Linked DNA regions of Zea mays: all the other regions are linked to region 3. Evidence: chromatin contacts called from public Hi-C data. All regions are on one chromosome and are shown on one strand. The core of a region is the stretch at or near the end of the contact, and the rest is flanking DNA. Distances in the headings are between cores, read along the strand shown.

What was found. A called contact is a pair of places that touch in the nucleus more often than the background predicts.
Region 1: a contact with region 3 is called in a Hi-C map of tassel, with 2.6 times the contacts expected there. The contact joins the promoter of LOC100285619 here to the promoter of LOC103636848 in region 3. A contact is called at or near these places in 8 of 25 Hi-C or Micro-C datasets (bundle sheath, ear, endosperm and 3 more).
Region 2: a Hi-C map of tassel shows a contact between it and region 3, with 2.7 times the contacts expected there. The contact joins the promoter of LOC100276687 here to the promoter of LOC103636848 in region 3. A contact is called at or near these places in 17 of 25 Hi-C or Micro-C datasets (bundle sheath, ear, endosperm and 6 more) and 2 of 3 datasets of contacts at active chromatin or transcription factors (leaf and seedling).
Region 4: a contact with region 3 is called in a Hi-C map of bundle sheath, with 3 times the contacts expected there. The contact joins the promoter of LOC542336 here to the promoter of LOC103636848 in region 3. A contact is called at or near these places in 2 of 25 Hi-C or Micro-C datasets (bundle sheath and ear).

The regions. Positions count from the first base shown.
Region 1 is chr8:30,008,294-30,015,180 of Zm-B73-REFERENCE-NAM-5.0, forward strand. LOC100285619 (nucleic acid binding protein) reads left to right here and starts at 3,893. Exons shown (of 9, transcript NM_001158510.2): 1 at 3,893-4,042; 2 at 4,327-5,189; 3 at 5,342-5,779; 4 at 6,284-6,538; 5 at 6,663-6,887. The coding sequence starts at 4,335. It overlaps LOC100279287, which reads right to left and starts at 2,539. Exons shown (of 2, transcript NM_001152308.2): 1 at 2,250-2,539; 2 at 1-1,540. The coding sequence starts at 1,532.
Region 2 is chr8:30,412,457-30,419,533 of Zm-B73-REFERENCE-NAM-5.0, forward strand. It overlaps LOC100276687, which reads right to left and starts at 1,490. Exons shown (of 2, transcript NM_001150414.2): 1 at 816-1,490. The coding sequence starts at 1,236. The coding sequence ends at 880. LOC100272828 reads left to right here and starts at 1,702. Exons shown (of 2, transcript NM_001147281.1): 1 at 1,702-2,005; 2 at 3,294-3,829. The coding sequence starts at 1,753. The coding sequence ends at 3,481. LOC103635020 (probable metal-nicotianamine transporter YSL1) reads left to right here and starts at 4,100. Exons shown (of 2, transcript XM_035961653.1): 1 at 4,100-4,579; 2 at 4,686-6,618. The coding sequence starts at 4,864. The coding sequence ends at 6,342.
Region 3 is chr8:30,173,098-30,179,541 of Zm-B73-REFERENCE-NAM-5.0, forward strand. It overlaps LOC103636848 (pentatricopeptide repeat-containing protein At5g66520), which reads right to left and starts at 4,400. Exons shown (of 5, transcript XM_035961651.1): 1 at 1,137-4,400; 2 at 852-894; 3 at 677-776; 4 at 265-597; 5 at 1-89. The coding sequence starts at 4,345. The coding sequence ends at 2,597.
Region 4 is chr8:29,952,283-29,958,839 of Zm-B73-REFERENCE-NAM-5.0, forward strand. It overlaps LOC542336 (cyclin 2), which reads right to left and starts at 2,583. Exons shown (of 11, transcript NM_001111917.2): 1 at 2,305-2,583; 2 at 1,305-1,695; 3 at 1,082-1,215; 4 at 592-684; 5 at 376-509; 6 at 207-282; 7 at 28-104. The coding sequence starts at 2,517.

The sequences.
Region 1 (6,887 bases), core at 2,643-5,142, 170 kb before region 3:
GTCTCCATCTCTTTGAGCTTCTTCTGGAGGTCAGTGATGTACGTTATCGCATCGCCCAGCAGGGACGCCTTGTCCATTTTCGATATGTTTGGCACAACAGCTCTAAGCGCATAGAACCGCTGGTTGAGCTTCTCCCTCCTCTGGCGCTCCGCCTCGACGTGGTTAAGTGGTTCTTCCCTCCCATTTGCTGGTTTTCTTCCCCTCTTCCTTGGCCGTCGGTCCTCCATAACAGGTGGTGGCCCTTCCTCTTTGCACAAGCCATCCACCTCTGCACTCTCACCATCCAGGACACCTGCCCTTGTAACCAACACACCAGGCTTGGAACTGCTCCCGGCGCTGAAGTCAATTTGCCTAGGTACCTGTGCCTGCATTGGCTGCTGGTTCACTAGCTGAGGCGTTTTCTGAACAACCGACAGTTTCTGAAGCTGAGGCGCCTTTTGAAGCTGAAACTGCGCTGCGCTAGGGCTGTCCACTGCTCCGTTGTTGCGGTGTGCACCCTCATTATTGCTCACAATCAACACACCGTTGCCAAACTTCTGCTGATGGGAATTCAGCCCACGAGCCTGACTCCAACTGAAATTCTGCAAACCTTTCTGGACACTCGGTAGCAATGAGGTCCCACCAACAGCACTCCTCTGCTCCCATGTCCTCTCATCCACCTTAGAATTAGATACACCGACCGCCAGCCCGACTGAAGGCCGGCCAAGGTTCAAATCCTTCCCAAAGATCTTCGCCAAACCGGGTGACCTTTCAGCCTCGTGTCTCTGCACTGCAGACTTATTACCACTTGTTCCTGCAAATACAGACCTTACTGTCTGGACAGTACCAGAACTCTCAGCTATGTGCTGCGTTGAGCCCAGTTCAAGGACGCCACTCTCAAATGGCACCAAAACAATAGTCCTAAATCCTGCCGCATTTGCAAGGAACCCACGGTAACAGTAGTTGGCTGGTACAACCTTGCGCTCACTATTGGGAACCCAGATGGGGATGCCTGCTGCAAATGCTTGGCCAGGGCCACCAGCGTGACGGGGAAACGCAAAGTACATAGATGCCAGGAAGAACATCTCAGTATCTGTGACCTGATCAATACCAGGGGAATAATCCTCCTCGTCAGCAACTCCGAATGCGATGTGCAACCGCTGCAGCGCACGTTTGCGCATCCTCTGCTTGCTATCTTCGCTGCCTGCAGAAGCAGCAGCTCCCAGCTCTCCATCGCGGGGTTCACGGCAGCAGCCATCCCCCCATCCAAGGACGAGATCACCAGACTTTGTGCGTGAGAGCTGCCAGAAGATAGCATAGTTCCAACTGGTACCGGGGCTCTCGGATTCAACAAGCTCCTGGAGTTTGTTCTGCAAGTCACCCGGCAAAGATGTGGCAACAAGGCCCTCGGATATGGCACCACCTCCTTTTGTTAGATATGCAAAGGCATCTGCTCCAAGCACAGCAGCGCCGAGAGCTCGGTCGTCCTCTGTCCACGTGCCATCAGTTCCTCCGATGGCACCATTGTCCTCGTGCTCCATCTTCATGACCATGATACCTACTACTCGAAAAGGGACAGAGCTGAAGTCACAAGGGAGCTGAGAAAAGCAAACAATGGAATATCAAGTTTTGGGCAAATAAAGACAATAGATTTGATCGTATTTGTGAATATAATAAAAGAATCAGTAAACATGCACCACCTAATCTAGCTACATAAGTGTACTGCACTGCATCCAAAGCGGTAAGAAGAAGTACGCGGGCAAATTTGAGCGTCAGTACCCCCTCCCAAGCGCAGGCGGTTGATGATTCGACGAGCCACTAGCCAGCAGCTTTGAGTGCAAGTTACATTGGAAGACTACGTAAAAATGGGATGTTGGTAATTATGTAATTAGCATGTGAAGGCGAGTGCATGTGCATGGTCGAATTGTAGCAATCCCAATCAGAAGGGGGCTGTATCGATGCCAATGGCACGGAGAGAGATAATCGTAGACTGATTCCGATCACGGCCATCATATTCCAGCCCAATCAAGCCCCTAAAGCATCCGCAGCCAAACAGCCCAAACCACTCGGTCACTGGCCTGGCCGCCTCGGGGCGCATCAACCGAACCCAGCAGCACAGCGACCAATCACCATCGCATTCCGGACACGAGACAGGAGCATCCGGGTATCGTCCGGCGGGCTAGTAGTAGTGTAGTGGCGAACATGCAGTGGACGGAGGTGCGGCGACGAAATTAAATGGAAGGGAAGGAAAAGAGAAGAGGCGTGGTCACCAGAGTGAGGGCCCTGCGGTAGGATCGAGGAGGAGGGCGCGGAATCCAGCGGCGGCGGGCAGGGGAGGGGCGGATATCGGAGCCGGCGGGGCCCGGATCTCTCTTTCTTTCTGTGTCTCCGGCCGCGTGCGAAGGTCCGGCGAGCAGAGCGCCGGCGGTGGGGTGGGGAGGTGGCTGGAGGATTTTGTGTGGTGCGCGAGGGGATTTCGGGTGTGGGGAGACGACCCGACCTCGGGGCCGTGCCGCTGCTGGTGCTGCTGCTGCGGGGCTGCGGCTGCCTTTGCCTTGCGAGAAAATGGATGGGCGGAGGAGGAAGGGCACGCCCTTTTCTACCGGATCCGAGCCCAGCCGACAGCCGGCAGTTCGTCACCGGTCCACCCGCTCGGCTTCGCTTCTTCACTGTTCACTCCTCTCCTCTTGCTTCCGCCATTCATCGGCTCGGCTCGAGCTTTAGGCGGAAACGGAGCGAGCCAGCCAGGCAGAGGCTGCACTGCAGCGCGTGTAGGCCACGTGTGCTACGGCGGCCTGCCGGGAGGGAGAAGAGAAGAAGCCATTCAGGTCAGGTCAGGGGGGCCTCGTGACGCCACGTGACCCGTGCGCCCGCCCGAGGCGCACAGGCTCCCGCCGCCTACGCGCGCCTCCGACGTGCGGGGCCCGGACTCTGGTGGTCCCGGATGGTCAGCAACGTCTTGGCCCACGCCGCGTGCACAACGAACAAGACGAGGTGGTGGGAAACGTGAACTATATTTAAGGAAAAAACGTTGACACGTTTTATCGAAAGAAAAAAACATATAATTAATTAATACGCCCTCACCTATATGCTTGCGGTAAGACGGCCCTGTGTTTGTTAAGCTATTTCCTGGCTAAATTAAAAGCGTGGTATTTTATAAGCAAGCAAAAGTAGCCATTTGCTTATGGAACAATGTAGGGTACCTATATATTAAGATATATGGAATTGGTTAGTGAGTTATATTTGTACTTCTTCTATCTTAAAATATAGTTATCTTGAATTCAAATGAATGAATATAGACATATTTAATGAATATATATTTAGTATAAAATAGATTATATTTTAGGACAAGGTATTATGTTAGCTTAAACACACACTTACGTCCGCCACGCAACATGGTGCATGCTCAATTTGAAGTCTACCTACCGCTTTAAAAGCATCTACAAGAAGAGCCCTAAACAAGGTTGTGTTTTAAAATATAGGGCTCTGTACCATAAATCACTCTCGAATATTGGTTTTATTTATACAAATTCATCAAACGATTATAGAGCTCGGTCTCTCAGTTGCTAAATATAGTACCCGTTTGTTGAAGTCTTATCCTTATTTCCTCTTAATCTATAACTATTTATTTTTCTAATAATAAAATTTATTTTCTAAATAATACTACATCGGTTCTTGAATATTTATCGTCGACTAATTTATTTATAAACTAAAACACGACAAAAACGGAAGAAGTATTATTTAAGGTCTTATCGTTGAAGTAAAAATTTCTTTCGGAGTTTTAAACACTTAAATGGTTTTAGATGCTCAGGGGAAAATGTTCATATTGTATAGCTCTCAAATTGCAAGAGTCGTATGATATTGTGCGAGGGGTTTAAGGGCATACAAAATATAAATATCAGGTCTTAATAGTGAAAGAGAGCAGTGGGCCGGGGCCCGAATCAAGTTTAGTCCTCGGGAGCCCTCGCGTGCGCTCTCTTTTCCTGTGTCTGCTGCCGACGAAAGGGCGGCCGCCGCCAGACCTCCATCTTCGTGACCTTCGTAGGCGGCGAGCACCCACCAGGTATGCGCACCCCTTGTCTTTCATTTCTCGTGTGCGAAACCGAGCACCCAAACCCTAACCCTAGCCTTGTATCCCGTCCTTCCTGCTGTGCGAACACGAGCACCCAAACCCTAGCTATCTGTATTCGAATCTGATCTTACCCAATCCCAAGTGTATACATATGTATTCCTGCAAACTCCTTTTGTTTTTTTTTTGTTTTTTTGCAAAAATATCGGTTGTCGCCCAGCTGGCCGTTGTACCTCCTTTACACTAACATTGTTGCTCTCTGCTTGTTTGTGGACTAGGAGAAGGCATGGCTTCACGCATGACACCTTCCAAGAGGCCTTTTCAGAGAAGATCTTCAGACTACGATGGCCGGGGCAAGTGGCAGAAGACGAAGCACCCTTCTCCACATAAATCTCAGTTCAAAATCGAGCCTGGTGTTCCCATTTTCCGTATTCTCTGCCCGGCTTCAAAATCTGGTAATGTGATTGGCAAAGGAGGTGCCATTATTGCAAAGATACGTCAAGAAACCAGGATGAGAATCAGGGTTGATAGGGCAGCCCCCGGCTGTGACGAGAGAGTCATCTTCATAACTGCTGCCAACAAGGATGAAGAAGCTGGCAGCGAGCAAGGCGGAGAGAATGACGGAGGTGCTGCTGCTTCTACTGGTGGTGACCATGAGAAGGATAAAGATAACAACAGCAAGGAGCAAAACGTTGATCCAGAGGAGAACAACTGCAACGAGCAGAATGATGATTCAGAGAAAGGAAGTGGTAAGGAAGAAATAGATGGTTTCGAGAAAGACCATGGTACGGAAGAAAAGAATGATTCAGAGAAAGAACACAATAAGGGAGAAAAGGATGATCCCTTGGTTGCGAAAGTTACAAAGTTAGAACCAGAGAGGGTAATACCGTTGGCACTGAAGGCCGTTTCACTTGTATTCGATAGGATTTTTGCAACTGAAGGTAATAATGAAACTGGGAACGCATCTGCTGCAAGCGCTCCTGTTTCGTTGCGAATGTTGGTGCTATACAGCCAAGCAGGTTGGCTCCTGGGGAAGGGCGGTAGTGTGGTTAAGCAAATGGCAGCAGATAACGGCTGTGAAATCCGTGTTTTGAAAGACAACCTTCCGTCATGTGCTCTGTTGAATGACAAACTTTGCCAGGTATAATTTTTCAGCACTGGATTTCACTGTCATTTTCCATATGGTTGTATCTTGTAACCTTCTTTTGCTTTGATTATGCTGTAAGGTCTCAGTTTTTATTGTAAAAACACTTACTTTTGCTCTTGGTATTTGTTGATATATCATCCACCCAGATCACTGGAGAGATTGACTCAGTAAGGAAAGGTCTCAATGCTGTATCTGAAGTGCTCTTAGCTCATCCACCCAAGGAAACTGATGCAGTTGCTGATGTTCATTCTTCTGGATCATCGTCACGTTCTTTGTTCAGCCAGCCTGATGGTCTTCCCTCTGGAATGCAATCTAACTTCCATATACCTTTGCAAGGCCCGCCATCCCAAGCCAATGGACCTTTTGATATAGTTGATCTTCAACCTCCAATACATGGTCATGCCTCAGTGGCTATAGAATCCCTCTCCTTTAGGATGCTGTGTCCACAAGACAAGGTTGGCAGTATAATAGGCAAGGGTGGAAATATTGTTAAAACCATTCAAAATGATACAGGCTGTGAAATTAAAGTTCTTGACACTGTTCCAAAAACAGATGATCGCATCATAAGTATATCTGGACCTGCGGTAACCACTTTCACTATCTCTTGTTGCAAATGATTGTGTCTGATTTTCATCTGTTTGTATTTAATGCATTTTCCATCTGCTTACTGGGCAAAACGGCATTTGGCTGAGATATGCGATTTATTTTGCCAGACTCCATTCTTTATTTCTATAGTTGTAAATTTTATGGATCCATTTAGTGTCGGTGCAATGCTGATACATTTTTGTGTGCTCTATTTACAATTTTCCCTATTGGCACCACTGTATGCGATACCATTAATAGGAATGGCAATACATTTTTTGCAATTCTTTCTTGTTTGGTTAAATTATTGTTTTGTTTTTATTTTGACTCCTCAGAGGTATTAATACATTTGGTGGCTCTTTTTTTTTTGCAATTCTAATGACTTAAAAAGAATTTATAAGATTTCCATGGACTTAACTCTTAGTGTTTAATTGTCATATGAAGTTTACAAGGAGACTAGTCAGTGATGACTGATGTATCTATTTGCCTTGGCATCTGTTTTGTAGCATCCGAGTGATGGAATCTCCCCTGCACAGAATGCCATTCTGCATGTGCAGCGTAAAATTATGTTACCTAGCTCTGATAAGAAGGAAGGTCCTGCAACGTGTAGGCTGATCGTTTCTGGAAACCAAGTTGGTTGTGTTCTCGGCAAGGGTGGTAGTATCATAGCTGAAATGAGGAAGCTGTCAGGAGCATTTATAGTAGTGTTGAGCAAAGACAAGATTCCAAGGGGTGTCCCAGAGCATGATGAAGTTATCCAGGTCTGTTTTTTTGTTGTTGTATTGTATCGGAGAATTGTCAAACTGTTGAAAGAAAGTATTCATACCTTTACCTACTTCACTTCTAGTTATTTTTGGCTTACTATCTGCGAATTGCTGTTTTTAGATAAACGGAAGTTGTGAAGCTATTCAAGAAGCTCTAATGCAGGTTACAGCTAGGCTTCGTAACCATCTTTTCCGGGACAGAATGCCTGCAGTGGGGCCTAATATGCGGCCACCTTTTGGTTTGTTAGATCCCCAGTTTGGTCCATTTTCGGGAAACCATGAATCATCATCCCTGTTTCATAAAGATTTCATGGGACGACCATTGGATGGGATTGCTGCTCCTTGG
Region 2 (7,077 bases), core at 240-2,739, 240 kb after region 3:
CAACTTCGTTCTAACTTCTTCCATCCAAACAGGTCTAGCTCCACGAGCTCTAGCATTAAAAAACGAAACTAGAAACCAGTTTTATAAAATTCATGAAGCTCCTTACATGGTACTTTAAAAACATTGTTTTTATATCTCCTCATGAACTGCACGAAATTACCCACCATGCTACTGGCTACGCAATATACAACATTTGTTCTCTCTCGCGACAGCCTACTAATCATCAAGGGTAATCAAGGAAACTAACACAAATCAATTGTACTAGCCAGTTGCATGTGCTTTGCTACGGCTTTTATATATCATATAAATATGTATTAAGATATTTATTCAAATATAATTATTATTTATTTCTAAACACTAAGGTACGTGTGGTCTGGTGGTTAGCCCCAAATTTCCGGAGCTAGGGTGTGGGTTCGAGTGCTCGCTCTGCACTTTTTTGCGCTGTGTGGTAGCTACGTGGGTGGGGTCGGGTGCTGAGCAGGCGCAATAGCTGGCATGCACGTAGGGCGGGCCCAGAGTGTCAGCGTGGAGGGTGAAGATGTGGTAGCACCAGGTACTCACATTAGGTTCTTAATAGAGCAGTAGATATTGAGATATTTATAAACACTAAGTTATGTGTGGTTTGGTGGTCACCCCCAAATGTTTGGAGCAAGGAGGTGTTGGGATTCAAACCATGATAGTTGGCTCCAAACCTGCATTTATACTCATCTAGCCAACAAAATATACATGTATTTTGTGTTTTATACTCTATATTTATAATATTTATAAATGGAAACCGTAGGCCTCTAAATAATAGGTAGAAAACAGGCGCGTACCATGTTGATGTCGGGGGGGGGGGGGGGGGGGGGGGGGGGGGGCGGCATGGAGACGAACGAAGGGTCAGGGCTCCTCCGGGCGGGCGACGAAGAAGGCGTAGAATCCCGCAACGACGGTGAGGATCCCCATGCCCCAGACGAGCAGCTGGGCCCAGGGCGGCATCACGGCGGCGATCTTGTACGAGAACATGAGTGTGAGGAGCGTGGAGAGGCCCCAGACGGCGAGCTTGAGGCGCTGGTCCCGGCGGCGCTCCAGAAGGTGGAGGCAGCGGAAGAGGAGGACGAGGGCGGCGTACGCGGCGAGGACGAAGGCGACGGCGTAGGGGTCGTCCCAGGAGCGGTAGACGGCCATCCCGCAGTTGAAGCTGAGGAAGGCGAAGCCCAGCGACGGTAGCCACCCCGGGCGGCCGTCGCGGTCCATGTCCGCTGGGCGGAGCAGACCGGCCGGCGCAGATCTGCCGGCGGCGGAGCTCCGATTCGGCCCCTGCTGCTGTTTTTTCCCCGATGCACACGGGCACGGCACGTGAGCAGAGCGGAAGTGGGTGGGGACCCCACACGACGCGGTCGCGATTTTGCAGGCATCGTGCCTCGCACGTGACTGGCGGCCATCCTGCTACTATTGACTATTCTGCTCATCGTGGGAGTGAGTGGATGGAGGCTCACTCATCGCCCGCTCTGGCTGACTGATGAGCTCATACAAATGTCTGTATCATTTGATTGGTGCAGAGCTTAAACTCGAACCGGGGGTTTTCGAATGAAAACGAAACAAAATTGGCCCGGCCCACGACATTGGGGGCAATCCAGGCTCAGCCCAACTACTCTCTCGTCCTCTTGTTCCACTGTTTCCCACCCCAAAATACTCCACCACCGCACCCACTAGGGTTTCCGCACCGCATTGCAGAACCTCGCCGCCTCCACCCGCACCACACCACCGGCGATGTCCACAGCGGCGGCGCAGGGCGGCAGCGACAAGCCGGCGCTCCGGAGGCCCGTCTTCACCAAGGTCGACCAGCTCAGGCCGGGCACCAACGGGCACACCCTCACCGTCAAGGTCGTCAGCGCCACCCCCGTGCCTGGGCGCGCGCGCCCAGGCGCACCCGCCGCCGCCCCATCCCGCGCGCCGCGCATCGCCGAGTGCCTCGTCGGGGACGAGACCGGCGCCATCGTCTTCACCGCCCGCAACGACCAAGGTGAACGTTTGTCCTCCCCTCCTACGTGCTCTGCCTTCCCTTTCCCTCTATCGTTCGTTTTCTGCTCCGCTGTGGAGGACTAGATTTCTCTACCTGCGACTGTGATCTGACTGCAAAACGATTCTGCGGAGGAAGATGAGGTTTGCGGCCTTCTATCTCTTATTAGTCAATTGGTTATTGTTATTGTTTTCGCAGTAGCCGCTGGGATGTCAGATGTATGAGCGCGTCATTTCAATCCTAGTTGCCAATGCAAATTTTTGTTGCTGATTATATGATATACAAAACCAAAAGGCTGGGGAAAAAAGTACTTCAGACGACCTCGTCTTGTTAAGAATTTATTTATGGTGTGTTTGATTTCTGGAACAAGCTCATCCCCAAGGTTAGGTGCTGCATCATGAGTTTATTTCTCATGTTTGTACTAATTAGTAGCTTGTGAGGAACGACTTGGTGGAGAACCTACTCATATTCCACAGACCAAAACAAAACAAAGTAAGGATTTGACAAGATTTTGGACCAGGCCATTCCTCAAACCAAAGATACCCCTAGTTTCAGTTATGGATGAGATAGCCGGTAGCGAAACTGAGCCTGTGTAGCTTCCGACAAATGTTTGTTGGCATTCCTTTATGTGCGACAGTGTGTACAATCAGCCGACCACATAACAAGAGGTCAAAAGTAACTATCAACCGTTACTTATTGCCCTTACCTTTTAGGCCTCTTATGCGATGCGATGCATTTAAATTGAGCTAAGATGATGGATCATAATAAACAACTGTGCACCAGCTGCTCATATAGGTTACTTGGATCTCATGTACTGACACACTATGGCGGCACATCTGCTTCCTACTTTGAACGGAAATGAGGTCAGCCGACCTTCTTTTATGTATGCAACAGTGCGTACAATCAGCAGACCATGTGCCATCTCAGAGAGTCCAAAGTATCAGCCGTTACTTGATTCCATATCCTTGAGAGTGTTGTCTTCAACTGAAGTTCAGCAAATGCCATCAAAGCTTTCGAATGTGCCATTGTTAGCTTGATTCCATGGTTTGCATCTTTTTAAGGACAATTATTTTGTCTTTGCTCTTATTTATTTTTTTAACTGTATGACTGCATCCCAGAGGGTGTACAGTACATGCAGCGCTATCAGCCTCTCATTCATGGTTACAACTGGCGTTTGAAACCATTTATTCTTGGCTTCTTTTTATCTTTGATGTCATGTGGACGTCATGGTTGATGATTGTTTTGACTGTGCATTTGTCCTGGGCTTATGATGTGCTCTTCTCCTTTGCAGTTGACTTGCTGAAGCCCAATGCGACAGTGATCTTGCGCAATGCCAAAATAGACATGTTCAAAGGATCAATGAGGCTTGCAGTGGACAAGTGGGGGCGGATTGAGGCTGTAGAGCCAGCCAGTTTCACGGTGAAGGAAGACAACAACCTGTCTCTAATAGAGTATGAATTGGTTAATGTGGCTGAGTAACTGTCCAATCCAAGCGTTTCTGCCCCCTTTATTTCGTGCCATAAGAAGGAAGTACCATGAATGAACATTATAAAGCCTCTTGAAGCGAAGCGAGTTTATTTGCTACGGTGGGGTAGATAAAGGTCAAGGCTGTATGGCCTGTGTTAGAACTTTGGATAAATTAAGATGAATTGCCCTTGCATCTATGAGATTGTTATCCATCTTTGTACTGCTCGTGTTGCTTTGATGCAAGAAATCTGAAGCAGGAAATGCGTACCCAGTGCTCTGGACACTGGCGTCTGTTGTAATTGTGTGGCTACCCCAAAAGTGTGCAATTAATATCTTTCGACGGGGTGTGATTTAGTACTGATTTAAACTGGTTTTTTGGTATCAACAATCACAAACGGAATGTCGTTTGGCCAAGAAAGGAAAGGAGGACCCTGTGGTTGGCAGTCCACTAATCTGTTCCCTGAATCCTAAAAAAAGCAGTGCTTGTGTTGGCGGAGGCCAGGCCATGCCCCCGGTTTGAGGAGAGGCCTCGCAAGCATCTCAGGCGACGCGAGGGGATCAGGGGACATGGGCGGCGGCGAGCATGACCATGAGCCCGATGAGCCTGAGCCTGCCAGGGACAAGGAGCACGAACACGATGAGGCGTCGGTGGAGGCGCTCTTCGCTGGGCAGTCGCCGGCGCCGTGGTGGCGGCAGGTGACGGTGCGTTCCGTGACGGCGAGTGTGTTCGTGGGCGCCGTGTTCAGCTTCATGTCGATGAGGATGGGGCTGACCATCGGCCTGGTGCCGTCCTTCAACATGTCGGCGAGCCTGGTGAGCTTCTTCGTGATCAGCTCGTGGACGCGGCTGCTGGGCCGCTGCGGCGTGGCCACCCAGCCCTTCACCCGCCAGGAGAACGTGGTGGTGCAGACCTGCGTCATCGCCTGCGCCACGCTGTCGCTCTACGGCGGCTTCACGTCCTTCCTGCCGGCCATGTCGCCGCCCGTGGCGAAATCGGCCGGGGCCCCGGGGACGGGCAACAACGTGTACACGCTGCATCTCGGCAAGATGATGGCGTTCAGCTTCCTCACCGGCTTCACCAGCTTGTTCATCACGCTCCCCTTGACCAAGGTCTGGTGGGTGGTCACCATCTGTCGTCTCATCTGATTCCATTCATCAACAAGCTAGAGAATAAGAAGAAGAATGATGATGCTGATGTACACGCATTGCAATGCAGGTCATGATCCTGGACTACAAGCTGCTGTTCCCATCGGGGTCGGCCATAGCTGGGCTTGTCAACAGCTTCCACACGCCAGCGGGAGCAGCAACAGCAAAGTAAACACACGCATGCAAACGCAATGCAGCATCTTTAGTTTTCAATCAAATAGCAATAACCAATGCAAGATTAGTTTCTAATGGCAAGCCACATAAATAATAAAAGATTGCAGATAGCCACTCTGCTGCGATCTCTAGGCGGGAGCTTCAGCTGGGCGGTGTTCCAGTGGTTCTACACGGGAGGCGACGGCTGCGGCTTCCAGGCTTTCCCTCTCTTCGGCCTCGAGGCCTACAAGAAGCGCTTCTACTTCGACTTCTCTCCAAGCCTCGTGGGCATCGGCATGATCTGCCCTCCCATGGTCAACTTCTCGCTGCTCTTGGGCGCCGTCGTGTCCTCCGCGATCCTCTGGCCCATCCTGCAGGGCAAGCGAGGGGAATGGTACGACGCCGACGCCTCGCCATCCAGCCTCAGAGGGCTGAACGGGTACAAGGTGCCCATGGGCATCTCCTTGGTGCTCGGGGACTGCCTCTTCCAGCTGGCTGCCGTCAGCATCAGGGCAGCGCGGGGCTTCCATCACCGCCGTCAGCATCAGCAGGATGAAGATGACGGTGGTCAGCAGTCCCTGTCGTACGACGACCGGCGCAGGATCCACAACTTCCAGAGCGAGGGGATGCCCACCCACGTGTCGCTCGCGGGCTACGCGATCCTGGCAGGCATCGCCACCGTGTTCCTCCCCGGCATCTTCCCGCAGATCAGGTTCTACCACGTGGCCGTGTGCTACGCCATGGCGCCCCTCCTGGCGTTCTGCAGCTCCTACGCTTCGGGCCTCACGGACTGGTCCCTCGGCACCATCTACGGCAAGCTCGCCATCTTCATCTTCGGCGCGTGGGTCGGCGAGGCGTCTGGCGGCGCGATCGCCGGCCTCGTGGCCGGCGGCGTGGTGGTGGTCGTCATCGGCAACTCCTCCGAGCTCATGCACGACTTCAAGTCGGCGTACCTGACGCTGACCTCGCCGCTGTCCATGTTCGCCAGCCAGGTGATCGGCACCACGCTGGGCTGCATCCTCAACCCGCTCCTCTTCCTGGGCTTCCAGGAGATGGCCGGCGGCGCGGACCACCTGGGGGAGGCCGGGTCGCTCTACGCCGCGCCCATGGCCATGGCCTACCGCGGCATCGCGGACCTGAGCGTGGAAGGCATCAAGACGCTGCCCAGGCACTCCGTCATGCTCTGCGTACCTTGCTTCCTCGTGGCGCTGTGCGTGGATGCCCTGGCGGCCGTCGCCGCGGCCAACGGCTGGAGGATCAAGGGCTACGTCCCAAACATCATGGCCATGGCCATCCCCTTCTTTGTGGGGCCGACCTTCGCCATAGACATGTGCCTGGGGAGCCTCCTAGTCATCCTGTGGAGGAGAAGGAACAAGCAGGCAGCGAACCTGCTGTCGGTCGTGGTGGCGTCTGGTTTGATCTGTGGCGATGGGCTCTGGGCGCTGCCGTCTTCGCTGCTGGCCATCTTCAAGGTGGAGCCGCCTATGTGCATGAAGTTCCTGTCCAACTACCAGACTGAGCAGATGCGGAAGCACCTCATCCTAGCAGCAGCTGCACGCCGAAGAACAAGTTAATTGTTGTACCCTTACTTGTTTGAGAACGAGGAATGAGAATGGATTGTTTAGTAGCTAGCCACACCCACACACTCCTCCTTGTTTTCCAAGATAAAATAGGCTTGATAGCTCGATCTAGAATCTAGATAGATAAAACAGCACACACGTCTCTTGCTTCTTGCAAGCGTCTAAATCACCAGATTATGCTTTATGATTCTACTTGTACAAACATTTAGCTCCTGCTATAGTAAAACTACACAATAGTTTATAGTCAATGAAAAACATATAAAAAGGTCAGACAGAGCATCATGCAAAGAGTGTATGAAGTCGTCAATCGTCACATAAAGATAAACAAAACAAAAGCACATGTCATCTTCTTTTTTTCGCCCCATCACAATTCACAACTCTTTCCTAAATAGGTGAATGTCCATGCGTTGCGACAAGAGTAAAGAATTTGTATGAAATATATATGTTACATTGCAAGAAAGGGACTAAATCAATCCGCATGAGCTCCATCTTTATTGAAGAAAAGGTAGTTCATCCAAGGCGCCCAATAGCATGAATGGCTCTGTTATTGTGAATAGCATATATACAGTGTCAACATAAGGCAATTTTGAATGATAACATAGACCATTAAATTGGTTTCACAAAAATAAGGGTATATAAGAAAATCAATGATGCTATAAGTGCTAATTGCATCTCGAAGAAAACTGTTGGACTGATATCTATCTGAATATATAAAAAAGTACTAATTAA
Region 3 (6,444 bases), core at 3,150-5,649:
GAGGGCTTGAAGCATAGCTTCTCCTTGCTTGTTCACCGTGAAGACTGAAGACACACATGCCACCGTTGTTTACATCAATGGCACGAAACCTGCATATTATTCACTAGCTGGAGTATTTGAGGAAAGGAAAAAAAAACAAGTTTTTTGTATAAATCTTGGTGACATAACACTGACAAACAATTTCATTAAAAATTTCCAGACGTTGAACGTGGGACAAATAAAGTTAGCCAGAATTGGAGCCACAGAAAAGTTCAGACGACTTGCCTCTCAGGAGGTATACCCAGCGCTGTGCAGATGAGCGCGCGCAAAATGGATTTGTGTGTAACCACCAAGAAGTTCTCTCCCTGTCGTCCCACAAAAAAGAGAAAAAAAGGGTCAAAACCGGAGTTCAGTCAAGGACAATGGCACACCCTGAACCTGGAGACAATAAGTAGGAAAGGTTGATGTATTATCCCGGAGTGAGCAAGATTTGCTCGCAGGTTTGTCTCGCTATCATCCCCCACAACTTCCTAATCGGGTATATGCCATTGACATGAAAATTTGCAGGGTCCTCCCTCCATTTGGTGTACAGCTCCGGATATTGCTTCTTAGCATCCGCTGTCCCCAAGCATGTAACATGGTCAATTTTCCTAAAACCGAAATGAACGAGCTACTCCTAGAAGATTTACTTCATTACCATTGGTCATGCCCTCTAAGAAGAAGAGATGTGCCTCTTTCAATGAATCGAGAAAAACAAGGGCTTCATCCTTATTTTTCCATATAATTTCAGCGGTTGCCTGCACATATACAAGTGTCACTTCCTTATAAGCTCAGCATTTAGATATACAGTAGGCTTGGAGTTAAGTCTCTGCCTGCTTGGCGCCGGTTTCCGTTAACAGACAGATTTGAACTTCCCTAGACAAAAGCAACGATTTCAGCAATAAACTTCAGAAGGCACATGTTTTTAACTAGTTTTACTCGGTAGCTAATAGAATTCATAAAAAGGGGGTATCGTGACCGAATGAATTGGTAAAATGATTGGTCGAACATACTTTCCAGCGTGTAGCTAACTACATGCAAATTGCATTTCACAGTCCACATTCATGTCCAATGTAAATGAAAATTGTTGGGTAATTAACGGTACACCACCAACAAACCTGGACATTGCTTTCTGCATTCCATGAGCTTAGGCCATGCCTGACAAGAGTAATCTTCTTGGAAGATGTTAGGATCCTATTGGTGAGTGATGCCGTTGCTCCTGTGAAGCTGTAAGCAGCACCGGTGACTGGGGCTTCATTATCAGGAAGGGGAAGAAGACTCTACAGATGCATCGCTCAGGCCACTGTGAGCTGCTCTGATGGAGAAGACCCTCAGTTTGCCTGCTGCAGCAGAGGCAAGAACAACAAGTAATCAGCGTCGACAGCACAAGAACCTGTTCTGTTCTAAACATGCTGAAGCGATAACACTCCACTCTCCTTTGGAGCGGTATGAGAAGGTACTCCTGAATCCTGACTAAGCATAATATATGGTCGTCAGAGCAGTAATTCCATGGAGAGAAAACAATGGCGCATCATCAGTATTCAGCCAGTAAGATTATAAAGTTTATAAGAGCATCCCAAAAGGGCTGTGAATAGATCAATTCAGCACACAGGTCCTGAAAGGCAAAGATGTGTCTCTTTTACTAATAATATGATTGCTCAGGATATTTCACCATATTCCAGTGAGTAATTGCATGGTGATTGGAATATATGGAGCAGGAAGCAATACATGTGTGCAGCGCAATCATGTTGTTGGCTTGACTTAGTCGACGACATAATAAAAAAACTGAGGCCTTGTTCGGTTATTCCAATTCCATGTGGATTGAAGTGTATTGGAATGAATTGAGATGTATTTTGACTTGCTATGGATTTAAACCGACTCAATACCGCCCAATCCACATGGATTAACGGTGAAATGAACAAGCCCTGAAGAGGTTCCACAACTGATTCCAAGAGTCTCATAGATGCCAAAACAAAAAATGAAAAATATGAACGTAGAACACCATTTTACAGTTAGCTAGGTGGTGGACTAATGGTTGATAAGCTAAGAACTGGTGACACAAGTTTCAAACCCAACTGTGACACCAGGTGCATAAATCAAATGGTTGTCCCGTCAGTATATTTTCGGAAAACATTCCGGATATATCACAAGTAGAGAAGAATTGCATGATTTCGGGAAACCTGGATCTGCAGCTAGCTTATCAGTCACTACGCAAAAAATGAAAAATATGAACGTAGAACACCATTTTACAAGTTAGCTAGGTGGTGGACTAATGGTTGATAAGCTAAGAACTGGTGACACAAGTTTCAAACCCAACTGTGACACCTGGTGCATAAATCGAATGGTTGTCCCGTCAGTATATTTTCGGAAAACATTCCGGATATATCACAAGTAGAGAAGAATTGCATGATTTCGGGAAACCTGGATCTGCAGCTAGCTTATCAGTCACTACGGAAAACACTTCGACAAAATTTTATCTTATTTTGCATAAAGCGAGAGGGGAAAGGGAACCACGACTGTGGAACCATGGAAACTGGTGCTTTATACAGTAGAGATTTGAGCATAAAGGTGTTAACTGCTACCAATAGTCCTTGCAAGAACAGGTGCCTTCTTTGAACAAATGGAAGCGTGTTCTATCTCTAACAACAATTTCTCTCCCATATACTTTGGATATTAGTTTGGTAACATGATGGCAATCATGGCAAACTCTAAGGTTCTTGAATATCCGAATAGGCATATTGTCACTTATACTAATCAAAGCAAATGCAATTGCCAGCTTCTCACTATGCCGACTAAGAGCACCCTCCTTCTCTTCTTCTTCGATGTCAAGCAAAACTTCCTTCATGTCTGGGATGTAACCCTCCTCCAATCTAATTCTAGTATCAATCTCATACCATTTTGACAAAATATCTTTTATGCGAGGATGAGAGAGATCTCCAACAATGAATTGATGAATAACTCCATTAACCTCCACAGTGCTACAACCAGGTGTCTTGTCAACTCCCTTTTCACGCATTAGGTGCCTGATTTCCCTAGCAGAAGCATGCCTACCTGATGCAGCATAAATGTTAGATAGAAGTACATAAGCGCCACTTTTGTCAGGTTCCAACAAGATCCAATGCTTGGCAACATACTCGGCGAATTCCACATTCTTGTGAAATCTACAACCAGCCATCAGAGCTCCCCAGATCAAGGCATCGGGTTCCATGGGCATTTTCTGAATCATCTCTTTGGCCTCATAAAGAAAGCCATTTCGTGCCAGGAGGTCTACCATGCATCCGTAGTGCTCAATCTTTGGTTTAATGCCATACTTTCTCACCATCGAATCGAAAAGCTCTCGGCCCTTGTCAACCAACCCTGCATGTGTGCACGCACACAACACACCAATGAAGGCAATGTCATCCGGTCTGATACCTGAGCTCTCCATCTGAGCGAAGAGCATTACAGCCTCCGAACCTCGTCCGTGCATTGCCAGTCCTTTTATCATAGTAGTCCAAGCCAGCACATTCTTGTACTGCATTCTTTCAAAAACGTCCATTGCGAGCTGCACCTCACCACACTTGGAATACATATCAACCAAAGCAGTGCCAAAAAACAGGTTGATCTTAATGCCATGAGCCTTGAGGTAACCATGCACCCACTTCCCCTGCTCCAGTGCCCCGTGCTGTGCACAAGCTGCGAGCACCCCCACGAGCACTGTGTCATCCGGGCGGACATCCTCAGCCTGCATCCGCGCGAATATCCTCAGTGCTTCCCTCCCATCACCGGCCTGAACATACCCATTCACCATGGCGCTCCAAGACACAGCATTCCTCGCAGGCATTTCGTCAAACAGTGCCCGGGCGTCAGCGAGCCGGCCCGCCCTCGCGTAGGCGGTGATGAGGGTGTTGAACGTCGAGGCATCCACTGCAGCGGCCGTCCGCAGGAGGAGAAGCCCGTCGGCGAGGCTGCCGAGGAAGCCCGCGTGCACGCGGATAAGCGCGTTGCTGACGAGGACGAACCGGTCCAGACCGAGCTTGACGGCGTGGGTGTGCACGGTAAGTGCCAGCACCGCGGCGCCCGGTACTGCCGGGGACAGCGCCATGGACTTGAGGAGGGAAGGAAGGGTGTGCGGGGTGGGAAGGAGGCCGGCGCGGAGGAGGTGGGCGTAGAGCGGAAGCGCGAGGTGCGGGCGCGCGGAGCGGGAGAGGGCCCGGATGAGCGCGTCGTGGAGCTCCACACTCCGCGGGAGCTGCCCGGACGTAAGCAGCGCCGCCTGGATCCGCACAATCGCCCGCGCTTCGCCGCATCGCGACAGCAGGTCCACGTAGCCCGCGACACCAAACATCTAATGACGTGTGTCCGCGGAGTCGAGGAGGGCGAGGGAGGGGAAGTTAAAAGAGATGGAGATGGGCAGGCACCTGTGGGCTGTGGCTGTGGTGCAGCAGCCGCGGAGGCGACGAGACGTCGAGACGGGTGCGCGCGGCCGGCCACAGCGGCGTGGCCAGGGTGTATTAGGCCAAACACCGGCACGGCATAGCACTATTAGAGCAACTCCAGTAGTTCTCTAAAAGACTTCCTAAATCAATAATTTAGGTAATTAACATAAAATCTATTCTCCAACTGTTCTCTAAACGAACTTTCTAAATTTAACAACTTGTCATCTAACCTTATTTTCTCTCTACATTTGGCAATCATTTATCAACTCCCTAAATAAAAATGTTAGACTGCATTATATAGTTTTTGTAACTTATTTTTTATGTGGATAGATACAAAACAAAATTACAACCTATATTTAGAGAACTATTGGAGAACTCACATTTTTTTACTCCAAAAACCATTTAGCAACTTATTAAATCTGTGATTTAGAGAGCTAAAATTTACACAACTATTGAAGTTGCTCTTAGCCACCACGGCACCACACTACTACAAACTACTACTAACCGTGTCTTGCCGTGCGCCCGTGCGGCACTAGCGGCCTAGTTACTACACCTATAATGTATAATCATGTCGTACTGGTACGACACTAACATATAATAGTGTCTGTATCAGTTCAAACACTATTTTATTTTAAAAGCTCAAAAAATATAAATTATATATAATTTTAAAACTTGAATATTTATTCCTGAACTCATTATATTTAAAACATCACAAAGAATAATTTACAATAACAAGCACATGTCACAATTATATTTATATATCATTGGTTGGTCTAAGTAATGTCTAACTGTGTCGGTCACTTAATCGTGTCGTGTCGTGCTCGTGCCAGTCTATCGTGTCGGAGTGGCGGTTCAAGCACGGTACTAGACCTGTGTCGCGTCAGCACTAGCACTATATGAATCGTGCTCGTGCCCGTGTCGTGCCGAAACACTACGATCGTGACGTGCTTAGTGTCAGCCCATTTTGGCACGCACATTTGGCCATCTATAGGGCAGGGAAGCGCAGCTCATTCTATACTACTCTATTAAGAACCTAATGTAGTTATCTGGTGCTACTACGACTTCACCCTCCGCGCTGACACACTGGATCCGCTCCACGTGTCCCGACTGGCTCTCCGACCCCACGCGCCCCGCCTCGATGTCGTGTCCTATGGGCCCCACGCCGAACATCCGCGCAACACTCTCTCAGCTACTACCCTGTGGACCCTAGTGCTCGCGCAGTCGGTTACTGTGTTTGCTCAGCACCCGATCCCGCCCACGCAGCTACCACACTGTAAAAAAAAGTATAGAGAGAGCACTCGAACCTACGCCCACAGCTCCATAAATTTGGAGCTAACTAACAGACCTATTTATATAATATATAACAACCGTATTAAAATATGAGCAATTGGCTAGTTGTTGTTTATGTCTTGTGTGAAGGATCGGATCAGACTCAGACGCATGCCAGCGGTGGCCACACGTGCCGCATGCCTCGTGCATATAATTTATGTGGTACCATTTTCCACTCAGACGCATAGGATAGGGATGTAACGACTATATATCTGTCGGATAGTACCATTTCATACTCATATCCATTAATAAAATTATATTTGTTGGGTTACCCAAATACGCTCGTAGATATTAAATCTTACCCATATTTGTACTTGTGCGGATAATTTTACCCGTCGAGTAACCCGTACTCACTAGAAAGGTCTTAAATTCTAATATTTCTATCACTTAAAATGTCAAATAAACACACAAATATAAGTTCACCTTAAAATATAGAAATCATGTGATTACATAACTTAGTAGTTAAAAAATAATATTCAGAGAAGGATTTTCTTTAGCTAAGATATGCTCATTATTGATAATAATATTATGATGGATGTATAATTTACTCATGGGTATATGGATATGGTAGTACCCATTCATATCTATATTCGTCTACCCGACGGATAGAGATTTTGGTCCACTATTATACCCGCGGATAGAGAAAACATTTCAACCTACCTATATATTGAATAAAACC
Region 4 (6,557 bases), core at 1,333-3,832, 220 kb before region 3:
CTACAATGAGGCAGAACAGAAAAGCACCTCAAGAAACACTTTGCCGTAGGCGCTGTCATTTCAAACTTCAAGTAGTTCAGCACAGAAGCTTCCATTTCTAGAACCTTTGAACGTACAGGTTATTTATTAGTGACCGTGAGTGACAAACAAGAGAATATCAGATAATGTCTACTGTATCTTTTTTTAAACACACACACAAAACAAACCTCGTCTCTGAAGTATGTATTGTCTGTTATGTAGCAGAATTCTTCAACCTGGGGTGCACATATCTCCTCGTATTTTCTGGATTTGAAGTTACCAACACGTCAAAATCTAGCATGCCAACAGCCTAATGATAACTGAAAGAAATAAAGGGGAGGAGAAACAGAATCTTACGCCGCTATAAGCATGCAAGCAACACCAAGTAATTGCAGCCTTTGGCGATTGATCTCGTTGCCAGAAAGATAACGGTCGATGTAGTTGACTGTCAGGTACAAGGTATCAGGAGCAAGACGATATTCTTCAGCAACCTGCACGAGGAAAACCCATCATGAATATAAGTTGACAAGATTATTCTCTAGGCTTTTCTTATGCTTAGCAGGAAAAACTTACTTCCACGAGCCAGTCTATCAAAATTGCCCTCATGCTAGGGTTGACATCCTTTTGAATCGTCTTCATGAAATCAGTCGATGGTCTTTTCTTCATCTGCCAGAAAGCAAAGCACACTATTAGTGACAAACAAGGAAGAAGCAGAGCTTGCTAAGACGCTTCAACGTATGTACAGATGAAGTGTAGCTCAATTTTTCTCCGAAAAGAATTTGATCAAATCGAGCTTCATTAATGCACCAACAATGAAACTTCACATAAAAGAATCAGAAAGTGTTCTTTTTTTGAAAAAAAAAACACAATCAGGAAGTGTTCCCACACTGGTAAACTGCAGTTATAAAATGATCAAACACGCTTAAAGTAAGTTGTAAGTATACTACAACCTAGCTTATTTAGTGGCGTCAATGTAGATATTTTGCAGTCAAGCCAAGATTTCTTATGTTCAGTGCTTGAGGGAAACCATTTTGGCACCAGGGTTCAGGAAAGAATGTGTTACCTCAGCTTCTCGCAGATGCATGTAGATGTCAGAAGCCAGAGCGGCGCACAACTGTGGATCCTCGAGGTTACTGTCAACTTCACAGATGCTGTCGATTTCCATTGGGGCAGGGCCATTTTTCTTCCACTTATTTTCTGCAAAAGAAAACAGGCCACACGCGGCTGAATCAACAAGAAAATTGACAAAAACATACTTAAAAATGGAAATCTGAATCTCAGCAGACCTTCAACGTCTCTGTCCTCTGATGTACGCAGATGTTCATCCGCCCGTCGCTGCAACGAAGCCAGCATCGAGCAACCCCCATTGTCTATGTACTCGAAGTCCGGGCTTTTCATGGAGTCACAAGTCGACATCGTCTCATCAGTAGAAACTGAATCTCTTGAACGTCCAGGAGACACGAAACTGCTGTAGGGTACCAAGGCAGGAGCACGACTTGGCACATGGACAGTGGTAGGCACAAGAACATTATGCTTCTGCTCTGAGCTGCTGTCATGGCGTGATACTGGTGGAGCTGGCTTGATGGAAGCCGACTTCGCAGCAGAACCCCGGATGGTGCGAGCATTTGCCAAAGATGGCTTCTTTAAGGGTGCACCTGAGGTAGCTGGATTCAACTTCTGCATGAGATTTGAATTTGAACAAAAGGGACAAGTTATTTCAAACCTCTGCCTGGAACCTCCACTAATCAGGTACTGCAAAGAAACAGTGGCGACACTATAGACAAGTTATTTCAAACTTCTGGATGAGATTCTAGAGCAAACAAAGACAGAAAGATTGTCACGTTGCGAAGACCAAGGGGGGCTTTCTTTTGTACGAAGGTGGTCTGGGGCTTTGACCATGGTGAGCAGAATCCAAGATTTCAAAACCGTCAACCAATAAAAAAAAGTTGTAACAAGTTCATGGGGTGCAGCACTGCGGTAGCATTTATAGCACCAGAGGAAGAAATGGCGAATGTCAGAAGAAAACAAAAGGTTTCCCGGACCCCGCAGGGAAGGGTTAGGAAACCGTAAACAGCATTTGGAAATCGAGATGAAGAAAATCGAAAGCATTGATACAACAGTGCCGCTGACTCTGAGGAACAAGAACCGTGGGTCGGAGAAAACGAAGGCGCAGCGCAAGGCTTCCGCCCCCCCCCCCCCCCCCCCCCCCCCCCCCCCCCCCCCCCATGAAAGTAACTCCCCCAACTGCACAACAAAACGATCCCTGACGGGCAGAGCCGCACGTACCGCGCCGGTGACCGGTGGCGCGACCTTCCCAACGGCGGCGACCCTCGCCCCCGGAGCGGCGACGTTGGTGATGTTGACGAGCGCGGTGCGCTTCTTCGCCTGCGCGGCGGTGGGGCCCGGTCCCGCCGCCTTGGTAGCTCCCTCCGCTATCGCGGGGCGCTTGGCGACCGCGGACGAGGAGGAGGAGCGGCGGGAGGCGGCGTGGGTCGACATCGTCGGAAGAGGTGCGATCCCCCCCTGGCTAGGGTATGGGACTAGCGGGGTGAGGAAGCGGAAGGCTTGGGCTCCTTCCCGACCAGACGAGCAGAGCACAAGAAAAAGAGGGCGACAAGAGAAGAGAGGGAGTGGATTTTTAGGAAAGGACCCCTCAACTTTCGAATCGTTTGCCGTTTGTGCTGTGCCGCCGCCGCCCACCAGTGTGGTGAGTAGGCCGTTGAGACAGGCAGTTCATGCGAACCCTACAACCGTATTGGAGTGGAGCGGATGAAGTTGGCTTTCTAGTGCCGTTGCCCATCTTTCTTTTTCTCTTTTTTTTATTCCAATCCACAATCGTCATCTTATATCTTAAATAAATAAACGACTAACATATGAGAAATAACTCTTGATGTATACTTCCTCCGTTCTTAAATATATAATGCCGTTGACTTTTTTAAAAAAACTTTAGCCACACGTCTTATTTAAAATAACATTTCAAAGTCATGCTCAAACAACATTAAGCGATAAAATAAATCATAATAAAATAAATAATAATTCACATTTTTCTGAATAAGGCGAGTAGTCAAAGTTAAAAAAATCGACGATGGTATATATTTAAAAACGGATGTAGTACTTTTTATGGATACCAGAGTGTTGGTCGATGAAAGTCAAACATAGTTAAATAAAAAACTTAAACTATGGACTCTATAGTTTAAAAATTTTAGACTAAGTATAACTAAAACCAAATATACAAGATATGACTTTAGTACTACTACACAGTAGAAGAAGATGTTAGGTTAGAAGGTTAAATAATATATAGGAAAGATATCTTTCGATATTTAGCATCAATACTACAAAAAGATGGGAATATGGATGAACATATTAGCCACTATTAAATTGCGCGTGCTAGCGCGCACATATAACTAAATACTATCTCTGCTCTTGAATACTTATCGCCTGTTAGTTCAGCTTTGAATTAATCGACGACAAATAAAAAAACGGATGGAGTAGTATTTAAGACAAAAAAAATATGTAGATAAAGATAGTCTATACAATTTACAGCCAACATAGCATAGACTATAGCAGGCCACGATGTTATCGTAGTGTTGCACCATTTGAGAATTTATAATAGCTAATTTCATAACAGGGTGCATAGTCGCGTAGTAACAATTAACAAAAGATGATCCAATGTAGCTAGGATTAAGAGGAACATGTAAGTTTAGCATAATATTTGTATGGAAAACACCATGTTGCCATATATTTACATATAAGTAGGTTATTCTCACTGCATAGTAACAAAAGGTGCTCTGAAGTTCTTCCTCTAGTTTTTTCGAATGGACTGTTCATGGTGTTTTGTTAGCACTGTCGTGGTCCGGATTGTAACCGGAACTGAGCTTCTTGAGTCAACAATAGAGGTAGAATAAATATTTATGATATTAGTTGATACATAGCAGGGCACCAATTCATTGATGGTATAAAGGAAAACGTATTTAAATCATAGATGGCAAATCATAAGCATACGGTCCATGGTTTAACATAAAGAATTTTGTATGAACAATATTTTTAGTGGTGTTATTAAAGTAGATAAATAGTGTCTGTAATTTGAAACTACTGTTGGTTCACATACCTTCAAGCGCAGCCATATATTCCTCAGAGAAGTAAGCACTTAGCATGGGTGTTTTGATGATATGCATAGGTCATGTGTAACAGTTAGTGAAATCTAAGGTCGTTCTGTTTGGGATAGTTCTAGCTCCAAAAAAATTGGTGGAGTTTGTGAAGTAAGTCATTAGATACTCCAAAAAATCTATGTAGGTACAATTAGTGAAATCTAAGGTCGTTCTGTTTGGGATAGTTCTAGCTCCAAAAAAATTGGTGGAGTTTGTGAAGTAAGTCATTAGATGCTCCAAAAAATCTATGTAGGTACAACAAACACAACAGAGGACACATCACACATATAGCAAGTTAAAAGCATAGATACGAAAGACGGGAAAAATAGAACTAAAACAAATTTATGCATCACCTTGACAAAGTAGCGGCCTTCTCAGATTGGAAAAGACTTGTGTTCAAATTGGCAGATTTCCTAATAAAATGGAATGCAAGTTGAACTAAAGCCTCACACGCTGTAGAAACGGTAAAAAATAAGAATAATGGAATGGTACAAAACAGACACACTAAATACAGAGCATTTGGGCATAAACTGTCCCAAAATAACAATATTACACTTTATGTAAGATAATGTGGGCAAATAACATAAGTTAGGGTTCTACATTGACCAGTTATTTGGCCTAAACACATTATAATGGTAAACAACTTAATTAGAAAAAGAATAACACGTCATGCACATCATAACTTGAAAAGGAAAATCGATAGCGAAGAGAATAAACTGGAAGGAGGGGCAATCGTTGTGGCTGAACGATTATATCGAAGTTAGAAAAAGGATGGAGAAATAAACAGTACCTTGAGAAGTAGGATTTCGAACGGGTACCAGTTCAAGTCGAAGGAAGAAAGAGTCGGAAATGAATGCGCCTAGGACGGTCGTCGTAGTCGTCCGGAGAGGTCTTCGTGCCTGACTTCTCCCTCTCACTTTCCCCTTGCGTGAACGCGCGGCTAGCAGAAGAAAGTTCGCGTTGCTGCCAAAGACACGCGAAGCGTCGCGGTGCCGTCCGGCCGTCCATGGATGTAGTATATTTTATTTTATTAGGTGGCACAGTTGAAGGTAGATGGACGGCAAGATCTTTTCTACAGTGAACAATCGGACGACGAAGGATTTTGGGACGACGTGGCTACGCTAACTTGCCAGCTATGGTCCCTGGTTTAATATATAGAAATGTGACTAAAGCAAGGTGGATAAATTGGCGCAAAACATCTTACGTTCTATATGACAAAAGGGTACCTCAGAAGTTAAAAAGGAAAGTTTTAACAGCGATTAAACATGCTATGGTTAGGAGTGACAATATGCTCTAAATTTTACACTATAAAATTTAAGGATCAGATCAGATTAGGATCGGGCCCTATTTCTATTGATTTTTGAACTAGAAATAATTTAGGGCCCTAAAAATTGTGAAGAAGCATTTGTATCATGATCCATTACCACCTCTAGCTATGGTGTATGGTGCAAAATATTGGACTATAAAAATAACATGTCCAACAGATAAGTAATAAAAATATATATGTTGCATTGGATTTATTGGTGTGTAAGAATGGATTGAGTCCGGAATATGCTCAATAGATAAGTATTACCAAATTTTGTGTATGTTACATTTGATTTGTGGCCATGCAAGAATAGATCGAGTTTGAAATAATGATATCCATGATAAACTAGCATCAATTGAAGAAAACCTTGTCCAGCACCGCTAAGGTGGTCCGAACATGTCTAATAGAGACATTCAGAAGCACCAGTGTGTAGTGGGATCCTAAAGCGTGATAGTAATAGAAAATAGGCAGAAAAAGAGTGAAGATAACATAGGAAGTGATAGAAAAGAGACTTAAAATGATGTGATATATCAAAAAAATTATCATTGAATAAGAGTGCATGAAAAACTATTATTCATGTACATAAACCTTGACTTATGATTTCTGTTAGATTTCAACTCTAGCTTGTACCAGGCTAAAGGCTTTGATGTTGTTATTGTTGTTTGTGAGTGTAGGAAACGGGTGACGCCTAAGAGGGGGGTGAATTAGGACTTCTAAAACTTTTACTAAACTAGGCCACAATTAAATCCCTAGAGCAAATCATATGCCAATAATCAAACTAGAATGTGCAAACTAGGTTTTGTCTAAGTGTTGCTATCTCTACCGCAATGTCTAAGTTTCAACCTACACTATATAAGCATGAATACAAGATTGAAACTTAAATGCTTAATATAAATGCGGAAACTTAAAGAGCAAAGTAGAGAAGCAAACTCTCGTGGATGACGCCGGTATTTTTACCGAGGTATCCGGAACCGCGCAAGGTCCTTACTAATCCTCGTTGGTGCCCCTACGCAAAGGGAAGCCCACGTGAGGGCCAAGCACCTCGGTCGAGTAACTCCATAGAGAGCCATGGGCCTTCTCCACGC